Linked DNA regions of Zea mays: region 2 is linked to region 1. Evidence: chromatin contacts called from public Hi-C data. All regions are on one chromosome and are shown on one strand. The core of a region is the stretch at or near the end of the contact, and the rest is flanking DNA. Distances in the headings are between cores, read along the strand shown.

The links. Hi-C and Micro-C count contacts between places; a contact is called where the count stands out from the background.
Region 2: a Hi-C map of leaf shows a contact between it and region 1, with 4 times the contacts expected there. The contact joins the promoter of LOC103641821 here to the promoter of LOC100194145 in region 1. A contact is called at or near these places in 2 of 25 Hi-C or Micro-C datasets (leaf and tassel).

The regions. Positions count from the first base shown.
Region 1 is chr10:131,201,391-131,206,892 of Zm-B73-REFERENCE-NAM-5.0, forward strand. LOC100194145 reads left to right here and starts at 2,235. Exons shown (of 3, transcript NM_001139196.1): 1 at 2,235-2,585; 2 at 2,873-2,896; 3 at 3,980-4,957. The coding sequence starts at 2,357. The coding sequence ends at 4,296. LOC100274060 reads left to right here. Exons shown (of 21, transcript NM_001148439.1): 16 at 1-76; 17 at 162-269; 18 at 402-464; 19 at 569-643; 20 at 790-983; 21 at 1,075-1,465. The coding sequence ends at 1,201.
Region 2 is chr10:131,330,560-131,336,122 of Zm-B73-REFERENCE-NAM-5.0, forward strand. It overlaps LOC103641821 (calmodulin-binding receptor-like cytoplasmic kinase 3), which reads left to right and starts at 1,553. Exons shown (of 7, transcript XM_008665146.3): 1 at 1,553-2,015; 2 at 2,966-3,184; 3 at 3,360-3,613; 4 at 4,060-4,225; 5 at 4,304-4,393; 6 at 4,916-5,214. The coding sequence starts at 3,064.

The sequences.
Region 1 (5,502 bases), core at 985-3,484:
CCAATTGATCTTTCGCCTATTGTTCCACTGCAAGCATGTTAGTCGCCAGCTGTGTGCAGCATGGCAAATACAACAAGTATGAATGAACCCTTTTCCTCCTGCAAAACCAGTTTAACATTTTTGTGTACGCCAACTTTGACTGGATATTAACTCTTGGACAGGCATTCCGGTCTGTCAAGATTCTAGGGACACCAATTCTGCGGTCATCAATTCTTTGTCGTAGCATGCTCAAGTTTGTAAATAGCCTTTTGCATTATCTAACATTTGAGGTAAACCATACATATCAGCATGCTAAACTATTCTTTTGATCATGCTAAACCACAGATAACACCATGCATTGTCTGACGTTTGAGGTAAACCATACATGTTGGGCAAGTTCTAAACTATTCATTTGGTCCCAGGTTCTTGAACCAAATTGGCATCTGATGCATGACCGCCTTCAAACAGCAAGGAGCATAGATGAGGTTTTGCACTTCTTTTTTTCAATTTGGGGTGTTTTTTGCAAAAAAAAAACTGCGATGCTAACCGTGCGGAATGCCTTACCTTTTGATGTTAATACTGCTTGCAGGTTATCCAGATCCATGATTTCTTCCTCCAGAAGTGTCTAAAAGAATGCTTGCTGTTGTCGCCTGAACTCCTTGTGGTGTGTCCTTTTACCCTTTCTCTTAAAACTAAAAGAAAAGAAGATAAAACAGTAACTTTTGGTTGATAGCTTTTTCTTGGTACCATTCAAGATTTTTTTTTGAAAGAATCAATTCTTATCATTGTTCTATTTATTTGCATTCACAGAAAGTCGAGAAGCTGAAAGGTTTATGCCTTCAGTATGCCACTTCCATCCAGATCTTGATGCCATCTATCGATGTCGCTAACTCTGAGAACACATCGAAGTCTAGGAAGTCAAGATCAAGAATCGATAAATCACAGGACAGAGACCAGCAGCTGAAACTAGCATCAGAGAATGTTGTCATGTCAGAGTCGATCCTGTACGTATCCGCTCCTCTATCTACCCTTGAAACGCTGGTATTAAATTAAGTTCCACCCATCTAACATCGCATTGGTCTTGGCTGGCTGCAGGAAATTTGAAGCAGCGTTCAATTCAGAGCTGCAGAGTCTTGCTCCTACGCTGAGTAACAGTTCACAAGCGGAGCCGTACGTGACTCATCTCGCACAGTGCATTCTTGGCGTGCGAATCGGCCAATGAGTTATTTGATGGGCCGTACCCATACCTGCCTGCCTTCATTTGGACTTTTGGCACAATGCCATACTCTATGTGCGCCGCTGCAGTCAAGGTAGGTGCATATCCGTTTCTTGTGAATGCTAATGTGGAGCTACGACGCGTTTAGTGACCCTAGGGTGGTGTCGGGAGCCTTGTTATCTTGAGCTCGAACCTTGCTGTGTGTTTATCAGCTGCGACTCAGCATTTCGTGCTGTTGATATCTGACAATAGCAATGTGTGGTTGTGTTGTGTTGTGTTGTGAGACTCAGATGTAAGCTTTGTGGAGTTCATTTCCACGTGTGTGGGAAAAGTGTTTGGTTTGAATCGAACTGGGCATTGGTATTCCACGAGAGTTGGTTAGCGGCCAGTAATGTAATAGTAAATATCATGCTATTAAGCTAATTTAAGTTGATGAAATCCAAATAAAGCAACTCCAAGAGTCTAGTTATAAATCCTAGCCAATTATAGAGTTTTATGGACGACTCTTTAAAATAGATAACTTCTTCAAGGTGGGGTTAACCAACAGATTCTCTAAATTTAACTTTTCACATCCACTTATTGCACCTGCCGCCACCAGGACTGTCGTCGTGACATGCAGCTGTAGAACACTACCTGTGATGCCGAGCCAGATGAAGAAGCGAGTATGAAAGCCATGGCGCTTTTCATTTTTTTTACCGAGCAAAGGCACTTCACCGAGTCTCTTGGACTTCTCTAAAATCCGGTCCATGCGCGGTAACTTTAAGTTGGGTCCACCTCCACACGAATCAGCACGATAGTGCGTAGTGGCAGGCTGCCAAGCTCAATCAAGGATTCTGGACTCAGCATGCCAGTCTCCTCTCGCGGCCCTGTTGTTTGCCGGAAATCCGCTCGGGGACCCCGCGCGCACTAGCCATTTTTGCGCTCTACCTCCGCACCAACCATCCGCGGTTAGTTCACTTCCCACACTCCCCCACGCCACTGTTTCAGTGTTCCCCTCACCACCCGAGCCCCACCACCAGTCCACCACCACCACCGGCCCGTGCCCCAGCCACAACAAGGCGAAATCAGGGGTGGTCACGCCGAGCGACTACGCGAAGACGCAGTCGGCGGGGGCGAAGATCTCCCAACCCACATTGCGCGCGCGTCTACGCCCGAGGATCGATGGTTGGCGGCGGGGGGCGCCGCGCGGCGCTGGGGCGCTGGTGCCTGGTGATCCTGGCCGTGGCCTCCGCGCTAGGGGTCTCTGGCCCCGCCTTCTACTGGCGCTACAAGAAGGGCTTCTCCTCCTCCTCCCCCTCGTCCACCGCGGCGGCGGTGGCTTCTTCCCCGTCGTGCCCTCCCTGCAGCTGCGACTGCCCGGCGCCCCTTTCCCTCAAGTCCATCGCCCCAGGTGATCTGTCCTGTTCAGACCCTCTTTCCAGATCTTCCTACAGTTCTCGCCTGATCAGTGTCGGTACGCATGTCTACCCATAATTCGTTAGGTAAAACAAAAAATAATAATCTGTATTTTGGTCGGGACTAGGGTCATCAGATGAACGCCATAGCATATGGTACAGCTGACGCATGCATATGGGTAGCAAATAAGCTAGTTTTAGTTGCTGTGTCTAATCGTCTATGATGAAAACTCCCAGTTGCAGCTATGTCCACATTACTGACAGGAATTTGTGTTTATTGCAGGGCTTGCCAACTTCTCAATAACAGGTTTGGGTCCTTCCTTCACAGTTCACACTCCTGTCAATTGAGGCATGGGTTTCCTCATATTTGGATGAGCATAGTGGTTATCTTATGATAGAATGGCAGCAATCGTCATGGATCACTGTGTTCTTTACTTACTAAACTGAACAATTCGTGAAGCTGCCTTCAGTAGTTCAGTCACTATGATGATGCATGGGGTGATTTATAGACCTTATGGAACCTTCTACTTGGGTTATTCTTCACACTACAAAAAATGCACGAGCAAAATAGTTCTTATGAAATGAAAGTAAAATTATGTGTTGAATTCTGAAAATTCACATTCTTAATCATTTAGCCTCAAATTGTCTTATGTGAAAAGAAAAGCTGAACACTAGAATTCTAGCCTATCAAGTATGTTAAGTGCTGCATATCTTTAAGAGTTGGATTTTATAATTAGGTGCGGAACTACAGAGATTTGTCTAATGATGCGATCTACTGAAATACCTACTGTAGGCTTCTTAAAAGCATCCTGTTGTTGAGAAAAAAATATCTTTTTCTTCATCTTGGTTTGCATTTCATAAGTCTTTGGCATCAGGCTATTACCCTAACAATATAGCATAGATGAAAGTTAGTTGTGATTAGACCGTGTCCAGCAGTTCACCCATATGGTCGCCCAAAAAACTATTTTGCACTGTAGACCGCACTGTTCACAAAGTGGAGTTTGAATATAGGTATGGGGATGAGTAAGCTGCTGAAGATAGCCTTAGTATGTGTTGACGTTCATAACATCCAATGAAGCTCAGAGATTGTTCTTCCATCCAACTAGATTTGGCATTTTGGCACTTTTTAGATTTGGACGGTATATTTGCTTCATCAAGGTTGCACAAATCTTCCTCACTATGCTGCACCATTAGTTCTTGTGCTTTTGTATCTCATAGCCACCCAGTTTTCCAGAACAGGAATTGTCGAAATATTTGAATCACCTTATTTGCACTGTTTTCTATGTCTACCTTTTTCTTTCAATGCACACTTTCCTGACCTTATTATTGCTATTATCAAAATATTAGGCTAACTGAACTAAAACTTTAAAGTTTGTGTTGAAATATGCAGATTGTGGGAAAAACAACCCTGAGCTTGCCAAAGAGATGGAGAAGCAATTTGTCGATCTTCTTAATGAGGAACTCAAGCTGCAGCAGGTTGTAGCTGAGGAGCATAGTCACCACATGAACGCCACTCTTGTCGAAGCAAAAAGACAAGCTACTCAATACCAGCGAGAAGCCGAAAAGTGTAATGCAGCTACAGAGACCTGCGAGGAAGCTCGGGAGCAGTCTGAAGTAGCAATTTCAAAGGAGAAGAAACTCACAGCAATGTGGGAACAGCGAGCTCGGCAACTGGGTTGGCATGATTCTCGAGCCACGAGCATGTGACAGCTTTAGTTCTGAATTTTCAGGTGAAATTATTTCTGGTAGCTGCATGGGTTATGCCTTGCAGCCAAACCAACCGGCGACGTTTGTCTATGTAATATCAGTTTCCACGACAACATTGTTAATTTTGAGTCTCAACATTATAGTTCCAGCTTCCTTACAAATGTGACTAGCTTGCTGCCGCCTAGATATCTGAATTTTGTCATAGTACTGTTGAAAGCCATTTTATTAAGGACATGTTTGTTTTTCTCCTAGATTATATAACCTGAATTATGACGAAAGAGTAAGAGGGTAAAATATCACTTTGAAAGCACAAATAAGCTGAACTAAACTACTCAATGCCAGCTTATTTATAGTTCTAAAGTGATATTTTTACCCTTCTACCCTTACACCATAATCCAACTTATATAATCTAGAAGGGAAACAACAGATCTAAGTGCTGATTTGGTGACAAAAGAATCACTGGGGATGGAAGAGGGTTAAAGGAGAAATAAACTAATTTTCCTCTCAATCCCATCTAATTCTCCCGTGATCTCTGGTCACTAAAACAGCCCTAAGTGTTGTGGTTGTGGTTTAATGCCGAATTGTTGGAGAAACTTAATTCAAATCTGGATACAGGATGTACAGAGTCTTGATCTATAGCATCAATCTGGCGGTACAGCTTACTTGTTGGGTGACGGAAGTACCTTCGGAATATAATTGTTGTATGTGTTGACATATTGATATATTCTTGTGGGTCGAAGGCCTATTTGTTATTATATAATCCAGCTTAAATAAGTTAAAAGATAAACAAATAACATATATTATTGGATGAAGATACCTAGATTATAATAATCTATGAGCAGATTAATAAGTGCTTATATAATCCATAAGCTAGATTATATAATCTTAAAGAGGAACAAGCCTTATTTGTTTTCCTTTAAAATTATGTAATCTAGATACGTAAATTATGATAATTCATAAATAACAGGGTCTTGTGTCTAGAAAAGAAGGGTCTAGTTAGTCCCAAAATTATTTGAGCATTCTATTTTCATCATTGGTGGTGCCATGGTGGGAGTTGGAACCTGAAGAATTGATCAACACGAAATCTCACAGCAACTTAGGATGGCGTCTTTAGCCAAACTCTAAGACTACGTTCAATGATCCCCGCCAACCTTCCCCTCCCCTTGTTATGGCGGATACAGTTCCACGCGAGCGCGTTCATCGGTC
Region 2 (5,563 bases), core at 303-2,802, 130 kb after region 1:
AAAGGCCAACAAATGTAGCAAAAAGCAGTTGAGCCGATTGCTGCAAATCGTGTTGTTCTCTCCTTGGTTCTATTTGGCCAATCGATTTATTTTGAGGAAGAAGTCAAAACCGTATTTTTTATTAAAAAAAACATAAGTGATGACTCCTTGCTTCAGCTCCGAGTCCTACTACCAGACACACACCATAGCCTCCTCTACTGACTGAGCTCAGAGAAATGTCTCCAGTGTTGACACAATCCAACGTGGAACGTCCTAGTGGCTATATCGAATCTCAGGCTATCTGGCGGATCTAGAATTTTTATATAGGGTGTGCCATAACAAAATTTTTATGTAGAATTCTATCTAATGTACATATAATTTTATACTAAATTTGGTAACAATTTGATATATAGATATAAAGTTTAACACTCAACAAATAAGCATGAAAATTGCATACATTAAACATAAAGATTGCAATAATACTATTTATCTGGTCTGCGCTTCCTCAACGCCAAAATAATGGTAGTGAATCAATAATCAATAAGACAAAAATCAACACACATTGCGTTAGACAAAATTCAAAAAAATGAAAAAGTTCTGCGACACAGATTTCATAGCCAGAAAAAGGCCCTTGGCAAAAAAAATCCGGTTGCACTTGCACACGAACACATCAACAAAACTCTATCCATTAATCCATACAGCCATGCAAGCAACAACTGGAGGACAGGATGGCTACCTCTTCAACATTCGTGACGTCTCCTCAAGGCTCAAGCAGACAAGCTAGCAGTCAAGCTCCTCTTCCGGCCTTCCGCGGTTCCGCCAGACTAGTTCTACGGTAGCAGGTTCAGCACAGCACGCCATCAAGGGTCAAGCAGCCAAGCAGGTTCAGCGCGGCAGCGCGCTCGACTCTAGCGAGGAGCCGAGGACTCGCCGGCTTGCGCGCAGGAAGGTATAAGGCAGCCGCCAGCCCGCCGTCAGGAACAGCCCGCCAGGAAGCCGAACCGATCGGAGAGAAGACGAGAAGTTGGAACGGCTGTCGGGCGTCGCGTCGGCCAAATGGGATGGCTGGGTGGGGTCCCTGGTGGGCCTGGCTTAGGGTGTGTCAGGGCCCACCTGGACCCCCCGTGGGTCCGCCCCTGCTATCCGCACTCATACTACTCTAAATTTCTACTCTAAAAGGAATATTCTATCCCCGTCAGCAGTCATGTTTACTCTATATCACAATCCTCTGCAGTCATGTTTACTCTATATCTCAACTCTATACCAACTATCACATATTATATTATTTCTTTTCAATTTCTCTTTCATTTCCCATCCCAACTGCCACGTTCTTGCACATTTTTTTTGGAAGTGGAACGACGGAGAGGGAAGAGGAGCAGAGAGAGATATGCAGTGCGTAGCGCAGAAGCTCAATACGATGCTAGATATAGCGTTTCTCTTGCATGCTCCAAGTTTACAGTCCTCGATAAAGTACGTGGCTGCGGCGTATTTTTACTGGAAATGAAACCGAATCTGGATAGCGTATCGTTTACCGTTCAGGAGTGCAGATAGCCTCAAGGCAGCCTTCCTCGTCACTTCCGCAGCGACACAATCCAAGGGCCCGTCCGGCAGTGGCACACCAACCCGCCGCCCCGCCACGGGCGCGCGCGCGAACACTGGGCCCCACCTGGCAGCAATTCGCCCCCGGCCCCCATACAAATATCCGGCGCGTCGCGGCGTCGGCGTCGGCGTCGTTTACCAGTCTTCTCACCCGGTCGCCGGTCTTGAGCGACCGCCTCGCTACTTCCTCCTACCGGCGCAGGCACACGGTTTCCGCGCCAGCAAGGGGTGCCCACCGCAAAGATCCGATCGATCAGATCAAAAGGGAATTCCTGAAAAGGAGAGAGGAGCACCCTTCCTCGCCATTTCCGTCCAAGTGTTTTCCCGAGGAGTCGTGCGTGCCTGCTGGCGCTGGGGCGGCTGGACGGGAGCATTGCTGGCCGCGGCGGAGCCCGGCGCTCGAGTCCCTTCTCTCCTCTCCTCTCCTCTCCTCTGCGGTGAGTACTCGCCTAACATTCCTGGAACTCCAAGACCCGGTTCCCAGCTGCGCGTTCCGGCGATTGGTAGCGGTTCGGATATTTGGTGCGTGGTCGGATTGCTGCCTGTCTGGTCTGTTTTTTTCGGGTGATTGCAGAGTAGCATAGATAAGCTTTATGGCATGATCGCTGAGCGGAACTCCAGCGGCAGTCCTGAAAACAGTCCCGCAAAGATTCATTGCTAAGCTGTTTTTTTTAGCAATCTTCTGTGGGATAGGATTGGCACGGTTTTGATGGCGAGCTTGACCTGTGAAGACTAAAACAGTGAAGCTACAGTGTTGCCACTGACCTTTTTGAAATGCCTAAAGTTGTAGTTTTCCTCTAATTGGGAACAGACACCCTGCCTGTTATGCCATTTGAGGCATGTTGGATCCTCATGTGCTTCCTTCAACCTTGTTCTGGTGCTGTGGTGCATGATCAAACTACCTGCTCCTCTCTTCTTTTTCCAGTTTGATCTTTCGCTTTCCGTCCTGTTTGCCTGCCTATGTTTCAAACACTCTGTACTAATCAGTACAGAGTACAGACGTACAAAATCTACAGAAATACTAGTTTTTTGCCCCCATTTTTTAGTCATATATGAATCTGTACAGCACCTCCAGTTGTATTATAATAAATGCATGATCATTTTGTACTTGCCAGGCAAAGTACAAGGGAAAACTGTGTCTGCGTTCACAAGCAAACTCTTCTTCTTTACACTAAAAAAACTCACCTTTTGGTTTACATAGAGAGTACATGAACATCCCTTGTTCTTACCAAATGACTGTATTGTGGATTATTTGATGATAGAACATAGAAGTATGTCAATTGTCAGTTCATGTTGTACTACGAGTATCTAATTTTGTTTCTCTTTCAAAGCTGCTAAACTGAGGCTTTATTGTTTTTTTTTCTGTTTTGACTGAACCTATGAGAAGGGGGGCAGCCTTTTATTTGACAACGGTATAAAGAAATCAAGTACAAATGAAGAGGCACATCTCTGCCCAGTATTTGATGACTGAAGATAGGTAGCAGTATGGTAGCTGCTACAATTGCGGGAATGTTTCTTGTGTGTTTTGAGTCCCTCTGCACCTGTTTTGGCACAAAAAGGAAAGATGAAAGCGAAGACCATGTTCTTGCAGAACATTCCAATTCCTGTAAGTCATAAAGTGACGTTTCACTCATCATGTTGAAACCTGTCACAACAGCAAAGCAATGGCTAACCTGTTTGTGAGGACAAAGTTCATACTAGAAAACAGGAGATGTGCTTGGTATTTCTGGTTGTATAAAACACTCACCGTCAATTGTGGCATTGCTTTTGTTTGTTTTCAGTGAGTTCTTATCAAATGAGGTCGGTTTCTGATAGAATTTCTGCAAGCTCGCTTCGAGCACCTGCAAGTCCATCTAGATTTTCATTGTCTTCGCCACCAAGCAGAAATGAACCTTTAAACATCAGTCTTGAACATGTGGTTAAACTGACACATAACTTCGCTCCGACCTTGATGATTGGTGAAGGTTACTTTGGAAAGGTCTACAGAGCGACACTGCGAGATGGGCGTGTAGTAGCTATTAAAAGGGCAAAGAAGGTAACTTATTTTGGTCCAGGCAACTATTCTAGCAACTGTCCTAGCATGGTGCCAGTTTTTGTGAGTTGTATTCAAACTTATTTGAACTGTGACCTTATCTTCTACTCTTTCCTTTATATATACACACAATTGCTCATCTGCACTCGCGCACATTTGTATGCATTGCATTGTGGGGAAGCAAGATTGAGCTAAGAGTGGCAAATTCAGGTTTAAGTATGTTTTAGATTTAGACCCATTACTTGATCCATATTTATAGAGCGGTAGATGGGAGCTGGATGATGAACTATGAACTCATAATTCCATTATTTGCTCCAGCAGTCCATGATAATGTTTATGTGCTGGTTTTTATTTTTCAATATGCTTCTTCATAAACTTCCTTTTGCATGAACAATTTTCTTGTAGACCATACTTTGCGGTATTGATTCTGATATGGTTTTATTTGGCAGGAAAATTTTGTTTCTTTACGTACTGAATTCAGCAACGAAGTCGCATTACTAAAAAGTATTGAACATAAGAACTTGGTCCGATTGCTTGGTTATATTGACAAACCCAATGAACGAATTCTCATAACAGAGTATGTACCAAATGGCAATCTTAGGGAGCATTTGGATGGTAAGGTGTAAACCAGATTGCTAGTTTTTTGTATTCCTTCCAAAATGATTGGTCTGATATTTTGGAATCATCTTTCAGGTCAACATGGCCTAGTTTTGGGATTTAATCAGCGGCTTGAAATAGCTATAGATGTTGCCCATGGGTTGACTTATCTGCATCTCTATGCAGGTACACTTTGCGTACTTAGTTCAGCATCAGGCAATTTAGTCTTTTTAAATCCAAATCATGTTCATGCACTTGTGCTGCTTCAAAACTGCAGTAAGGAAGTGAACCAGTATGCTTAGGCACTCTTTTTAAGATAAAAAGAATTCCTTTTGCATCTAAAGCTTGTTATAGGATGGGACGATAGAGGTCCAGTTCCTTATGATTCAGTCTGAAATGGAACTAAATCTGAATCTGTAGAGCAAACCACCCAATCAAGTATAAGTAGTTGTGACCAAAACTGTATTTAATCAAACATTTTTTTTCCATGATGCAATTCCACATGTGAACTAGCCCCATGGATATGTAACAATGTAACTCTCGTAGTGAAAAATAAGTTTCCATAACACATTTATGTTCTTCAGCTTTTAAGTGATGAAGTGGTATGCACCCAGATAACAAGAAGACTTTATTTTGTCATTGTTACAAAAAAACTGCATACATTTTTTTCCAATTCATAGTTTGATGCTATTCCTATTTTGCCTTTAGAGAAGCCCATAATACATAGGGATGTGAAGTCATCAAACATTCTACTGACAGAAGGCTTCATGGCCAAAGTGGCTGACTTCGGATTTGCAAGAACTGGTCCTACTGAGCCAGGCCAGTCACAGATTGAGACTGATGTGAGAGGAACAGCAGGGTATTTAGATCCAGAGTATCTGAGATCAAACCATCTTACGATCAAGAGCGATGTGTTCTCTTATGGTGTTTTGCTTCTAGAAATCCTTTCAGGACGTCGTCCTATTGAGGCAAGGAGGGGTCCAACAGAAAGGATTACAGTGAGATGGGTATGTATTCTTTACCCTACTCTTGCCTACCAATTCAACAATTGATGTTTATTTTCCAATGACATTTTGTCAGACTGCCATTAGCATTTTTATGAATTGGGTACATAGTATAAGGTCCCTTTAGTTCATCTATAATTATTTTCCAAGGGAAGTGGATCAGTGTGCCAGTTAGAAGTCGGAGACAGATTGCAAACATATTACTACTGATAGAGTGAAGAAGTATTTTGTAGATTTAAAATAAAAAAAATGGGCTCTTGTTTATTGTTTCTTTGGGTTAAATTTTTACTTACCTCCTCCCCAGACTTGTGTTTTTCATTGGTGAATTCCGGCGTTTGATAGTTTGTCAAAA